Linked DNA regions of Arachis hypogaea: region 2 is linked to region 1. A link is a contact called in public Hi-C data. All regions are on one chromosome and are shown on one strand. Each heading gives the region's core, a stretch centred on a gene start, on an enhancer-like site or on the middle of the called end of the contact. The rest is flanking DNA. Distances are from core to core; before and after follow the strand shown. Region 1 has its middle 26 kb from the start of LOC112706001. Region 2 holds the start of LOC112706002.

Region 1 (3,604 bases), core at 341-2,840:
AATAATTAAACCTAAAATATATAATAGCTATTATATTATAGCTACCTATGATGCACAGGCACTACACAGGACATGACACGACACGAGACACGCCGACACGCAAATTTTAAAATCTTATAAGACACGGAGACATGCATACATATAAAATATAAAATATTTTTTAGATAAATCTTAATGATATTTTTTATATTAAAACATAAAAAAATTTAATTATTTTTAATGTCTTATTTTAATTATATAAAGTATTTAAAATATTTTTTATTTTAATAAATAATAACATATACCATTTCTAAATTTATTTTAAAAATATATGTTAAGAATAAAATTGAATACGTTGACACGTGATGGTATTTAGGTGTGTCTAAGCATGTTTAGAAAAAAAATTTTTATTTTTTATTAAGACATTGTTGGACACAGCAAATACATGTGTCAAAGGAATATTGATGAGTGTCGTATCTAAAATATGTCTAACACGCGAACACGACAACTTATTCGTGCTTCATAGATAGCTACTAAAAATTTAGACCTAAAAGTAATTATTTGTTGTAGCGTGAGGCAATGGAAGATGTGAAATTCACCATCACCAAAAACATCCCGAAATTTTTCCACAAAGATCCCATGACGCTGCTAGACCGAAACAATTGAACATGAATATTATTGGCCGAAACAAATAAAAACAAGTAACTTAGGTCCGCCAGAAAATTAATGACCAGGTTTCAAAATGCGGCTTCTGATTTGGATCTGGTCCCAAAAAAATATTAATATTACCAAAAACTATGTCAAAAACTCCACATAGTTTTTTTTTTAATTAATTTGTTAGTTTCTATAGTTTTATAAAATTTTTAATTATATTCTTATATTTTTTTTAATTAGATTTTTGTATCAATTTTTTTTCAATTAGGTCTCTTTTGGTAATAATTGGCTTAATTGTATAAGGATCCAACTAAAAAAAATGATACAAGGATTCAAATAAAAAAAAGAGTGTAAGGACTCAATTACAAAAATAATTTGGTGCAAGGATTCAATTAAAAGGAAAAAAAGTATCGAAACCTAATTAAAATTTTTGCAAAACTATAAAGACCAACAGAGTAATTAAACCTTTTTTTAATTTAAATAAAAACTTTACAGTCTTATTTACTTAATTTATGTAACAATTCCTCTAAGTGAACAATGAGAGATGCGAACAATGTGAATAACAGATTTCAAGTCCATTAACCATTCAATTTCACTTTCACCCCAAACCAACCACCTTTACCTAATTTCACTTAGACCTAATTACACCCCCTTTTTAATCCAAATTTCCTTTTTCACCGCAGTCAGCCGTTGGTCACCTACCTCAGCACACAGTCTCCTTTGCCGGCGAGAAAGCTCCCAAGCGCTGCCGTCTCCTACTGTCACCAGCCCTGAGTGCAGGTGAGTCATTCCGTATTAAGAATAAACATCTTATTTTGCATGAAGAACAAACATCTTATTCGCATTAAGAATAAACATCCAATTTGCATGAAAAATAAACATCCGCATGCACGATGGAGGACAAAGCTGGGCTGCTTGCAGCGGCACGATGGAGGCGAGGGGAGCAGAGGTAGTCACTGCGGCGTGATGGAGAACGAAGTTGGACTGCTTGCAGCGGCACGATGGAAGTGCGACAAGGCTGGGATGCCCGCAACGATGGGCGGGATAGAGGCGCGACGAGGCTGGGCTGCGTGTGGCGGTTGGGGAGGCGCGACAAAGCACGGATGTGTGCAGCAGTTGCGGACGAACGAGGAAGTCGGAATGCGTGCGGTGGTTCGCGAGAGACGGCGGGGGGTTGTAGGGACTAGGGGTGGGGCGCAGTGCAGGTGTGAAAGGAAGGATTTGTGGTTGTTAAAAGTCAAATTCAAAACAAAGATTATATCTAACTAATTCAAAATTTAATTTTTAAAATTAAAATTAAATTTCTTTTTTTTACCTATTTTTTATGTCGTTAATAAAAAATATTGTTCCCGTATACTTTATCTTTATGTAATATTAGGAAGAATTATGTTTGTGAATGGGTAAAACACCTAAAGAAACCAAACGAAGAACAATATTATGTGATAGTCCCAAATGATATAATGTTACATGCATATCTGATTTTAACAATGAAATTATATAAATCGAATCAGATCAACTCAATTTAAACTTCCTCCATGTAAATCGAATTTAATGTATTCGATTTATCTATCTGCTATGTAAATTGAATCAATATAATTTGATTTAGCCTTGCCCCATATAAATCAAAATTAAACAATTTGATTTATCACTTATACCCTATAAATTGATATTAATGGATTCGATTTACGTGAATAGGATTTCGCATGGTGTAAATCGAATTAATTACATTCGATTTTCTGCATGTGGTGTCACATATAAATAGCTCACTGATTCGATATGTGTGTGTGTAAATCGAGTTACATTAATTCGATTTACTATGATAGTTACATATATAAATAGGAGCTGAACGTGAATTCCTCATCATAGTGGAACTCACAATGGCTAATGGTGATATTTTTTAGTTCTAGTGCACTATAGAGAATCGATTAAGAAAAAATGAGATCTGGAATAAAATTTACTAATAAGGATCCATTGAGTATTTTTCTCAAACCTTCTACGAGTTTCATCGAGTTTTAGAATAATAAAATCTAAAAATTGGGGCTGCTTGGCATGAAATGAGTAGAGAGATTATTCTACAGAATTTTGATTTCTATGTTGTCTGATGGTGTGAAGTACAATTCATTCGTCATAGACAATGACAAAGATTTGCAAGTTCTGTTCCATTGTGGTCATCAGTTTTTCAAGATAAGGACCCATGAGCTATTGACCAAGCTAGTAGATGTGGTCTATAGTTCAACAGGCTCGAACCCGAATCCTCAATATTCAACAATGCCAACCATCTCTAGTTCAATGCCTCTTGGTGCTTTATCATCTATGCCTGTGATTGCTCCTGAGGTAGTTTTTGTTGCATCATTGTCCTTATCAGCTTATCTATACTTTGTGGTGGAGAAGTAGGTGATAACTGACATTTCTGTGAGCTTGCTATTATGATAGAAGGGACTCCTATTATAGTCCCGATTTCCGAGGAGAAGGGAGCACCGAATGGTGTCGAAGATGCACTGTGAGATGATGATGATGATGATGATGATGTGGAGCCTACTACGATTGTTGATGATAATGATGATGACATAACGATGAGTATTCCAGCTAGGGTTGGTGGAGCATCTAGTTCAGCTGACTCCAATGCATCACTGGCATCGTTGTGCCACCTCCACTCACGTTGACTCAAACGTGCCAACACGATGTCTCTGCTCAACACAATAGTTGTCTGAAACATCAGGCATTTGATCCATCTCGAGGTCCCTTCTCACTCAATGTTGGCTGGTAACCTGACAACCTACGACCCAAGACATATTATCAACAATGGCGGCACGCATAACAACTATAAACATTGAGTACCTCATCACCAACGGTCAATGAAAGACGTCATAGCCATCGAGCTTAAAACCCGAGAACCGCCAAAAGATCCATGACTGGAGGAGCTGCAATGGACCGGCCAACTTAACCATGTGCCTGTTTACCATACGGCACA
Region 2 (3,604 bases), core at 281-2,780, 33 kb after region 1:
ATGCCCCCCGCCCCCGCCTCCATTATCTGTCCCTGTCCCCGTCCCATCTCCGCGACGGATAACGGGGACTCTGTATCCGTCGGGGACTCGGTTATTCGTGGATTTTTTTTTAAAACAAAAAAATTGAAAAAAATTTAAAAAAATAGAGATAATTATTGATAACCATGGAACCTCCGAAAGTAAATACTCAAATGATAACAGCAAATCCACAAATGAATAAGGCAAATTCACAGAAATTTTGATAATAGAATTAACACACATAGAATATAGACAGTGATAATAGCAAATCCACATATACAGTGATAACAGCAATCCACATATGAAGAACGATGAAGACAGAGACCCTCACTGCTGCGACAAAAGCGGTGACGACGACCCTCCCTACTGCGACGAATACGGCATTGAGAGAACCCTTCCTACCGCAACGAAGATGGTGTTGAGAGAATCCTCACTGCTTCAACGAAGACGACAACGGCGACACTCACGGACGCGTGAAGAGAGAAGACGCCGACAATGGATGATGAATGACGAAAACGGCGACGCGATTTAAGTGAGAAAAAGAGTGCAAATGCATGACGGTGAAGGGTTTAGGGTGGCAATAGTGAGGGGTTTAGGATGGCGGCGGATGATAGATGACGAAACGACATTAAGAGAAAAGGTGGATTAAAAAGAACAAGAAGTTAGGGTTTTGTGAATGATTTTATCAGATTTGAACGAAAAGAGGGAATGTCAAATGTGAATGATGGCTTGGGGTTTCAGGAGGGTTTAAAACTAATATGTATATATGAAGGATATTTTGGTCATTTTCTATAACGAGGATTATACGAATATCCACGGGACGGGGACCTCTATCCCCGTCTCTGTCCCGTTTATTATATAGGGTCCCGTCTCCGTCTCCTATGAAAGAAATTGACCCCAAATATGTTCTTTGACAGGTAAATTTTCACAGATACTTACTCCGCCGAAAAAAATTACTATACCTATCGATTAATGTCTCAAAATTTCAAAAATCAGTTAAAAAATCAACAAATACATTTAATAATTATTATTAAATTGTTACATATCATTCAAAAATAAATTATATCACATATCGTCATATTATTGGATGATCATCTATAAAAAAATTAAAATAAAAAATAAAAGATATTTAAAAATCTATTACTCATCTAAATCATTCTATTAATTTTTTAAATTATTACTTATTTAAGTATTAAAATATCTTTTACAAATATTCATATCATGGGCTGTTTTTTAGAATTTGACATATATTTTATTTACGAAAAAGATAAAATGACATGTTTCATTAAAGCGATGAGATATACTTCAAAAAAATCTTCTATACAAGAATGTGTACAAATTTAGATATATTTAGTATAAAAAAAGGGACAAATCTTATATTTCTTTAATTTATATAATAATTAAACCATGAGACAAAAAAAAAAAAATACGAGCACATATCAATCTAGAAGCATGATCTAATTTCTTAATGTGCAAATAATAGAATCAATATCGTTTTCTTCTTTTAGAAAAATAAAGATTAAAGTTACATTTAAAAAAAAAGAAGAGACAAACGAGAGAAATGTGAGGGTGAGAGAGCAATTAAAGAATTGGGCCCCACAAATCCACCAGCATCCAGAATCCCTTGACTTTAAGCCTTAAGGAGGCTAATCCCTGTTAATTTTATTCCCTCATTCAACACTATAATATCCCGATTACCAAACAAATTAATTAAATAATTAATTAATTAGCATTTAGCAGCATAAACCATAAAGCATTATTCTTTATTCATTAACAGCTCTCACTTCTCACTCCTATCTCAACCGTGTCGTCGGTGAATGAAAAACAAACACCTTTGCTTCAAACAAACATTACAAACACAAAACAGAACCACCAAAAAAACAGAGCAAGAGAGACATCATCATGCTTGATCCACGAACACACGAACCAACCAATCCATTTCTTCTCTACAATGGAAATGGAACAACAACCACGCATCGTAGTTACAACTCATCATGGGACGAAGTGGATTCTCCTCCTCTATGGAGCACGAGCCCCTCACGTGATCACAACAGAGCCAACCACCACCACCACCATTACAGAAGCATGTCCCCTGCTTCTCGAACACAAGCCATAGTCAGAGGCCAAAGGGAGCTCATGGAGATGGTTAAGAACATGCCTGAGTCCAATTACGAGCTCTCTCTCAAGGATCTCGTCGAGCATCACCACAGACATAACAACAATTCAGAGGAGGCGCCCACGGCGGCGGAGGACCAGAGGAAAACAAAGAGCCTAAAGAACGGTAGTGGCCGCGGCGGCGGCGGAGGTAGTAGAAGAGTGGTTAGGAGAAGTGGAAGCATTGATCGCGGATCAGGTGGATTCTATCTGAAGATGATGATCCCTTCTTTCTCTTTGGGATCTAAGAAGAAAAATAAGAACAAGAACAAGAACAAGAATAATGAGTCGTTGGTCTCGGCGAATAACAGCAAAGTATCGCCGAGGCCAACGACTAATAATAATAATTCTGATAAGGAGTGGTGGAAGAAGAGTGATGACAGTGGTTCTTCAAGCCTCAACAGTGGCAGCTCCACCAAGAGATCTGGTAGCAGTAGCAGTAGTAATAGCAGCTGCAGCACAAGTAATTCCAGGTATATTTTATCCAATCATCTAATAATTCTCGTCTATCAACTTTACATAAACGCAATTTAAGAACATATATATGGCTTTGATTTTCTGTTTGTTATTTGATTAAAAATTAGAAAATTGATGCCATGTGCTTTTCTTAAATCATCTTAATTTTGTTAAAATTCTACATATTAAATTAAATCATATGGTTGGTACAGGGGACAAGATTCTAGAACAGAAGTAATTATACAATTTTTTTTCTTATTTCGTGCTGTTAGTTAGTTGAATCTTGCAGAGTTTTCCGTTGTTTGTTTTGGTTCTGATTTCAGAACAGAACATTCAATTGTATATCCTTCAAATTGATCTGGATCTTGGGGAATATTTGCTTCAAAGTACTATAACATGATCTTAGGGTTTCGGTCCCAAAATTTTGGTAACTGAAAAAGTAAAGGAGAAACAAAAGTTACAAACGCGCACACGTTGTCGGGTAGATTCTAGATTTCATCTTATGAAATATTTTTACCATTTTATCATATTGAATATCGAAACCAATGAATATTGGTTTTCAATTGATTTTCAATTTTCGATGTTCATCTAACACCACTCCATTCTTTTTATGTTGTACCCTGTGTGTGATCGATTATAGGGGTAAATTGGCACCACTTACTTTGATTGAAAATGTCCTTGGGTGCTTCTTTTAAGGACTTGACCTAAATCAAATCAAAAGGGGAATTGTAGTTATTCAAAAATATTTTTTTATACTAAAATCAACCACTAAAATCAGTCACTAATATATTTGTATATAAATATATATGTGATTTAATTTATTTTTAATATATATTTATTTTAACATATATTTTATACTAATAACTGATTTTGATAACTAATTTTTGTGTAGACGTAATATAATCGATAATTATTAGGCGTTTGTTTCTTAGCTATTGCAATATGCAATTACTTTTTGTTGCTTACTAATCTGACT

Evidence for each region. A called contact is a pair of places that touch in the nucleus more often than the background predicts.
Region 2: a contact with region 1 is called in a Hi-C map of an unstated tissue, with 3 times the contacts expected there. The contact joins the promoter of LOC112706002 here to the enhancer-like site in region 1.

Annotation. Positions count from the first base shown.
Region 1 is chr8:9,535,076-9,538,679 of arahy.Tifrunner.gnm2.J5K5, forward strand. No RefSeq gene overlaps it. Among protein-coding and RNA genes, the nearest start is that of LOC112706001, 26 kb to the left of the region's middle. Within about 2 kb of position 1,591, at least 1 of the 3 cell types and tissues checked has open chromatin away from gene starts, as enhancers often do.
Region 2 is chr8:9,568,180-9,571,783 of arahy.Tifrunner.gnm2.J5K5, forward strand. It overlaps LOC112706002, which reads left to right and starts at 1,531. Exons shown (of 2, transcript XM_025757067.3): 1 at 1,531-2,645. The coding sequence starts at 1,921.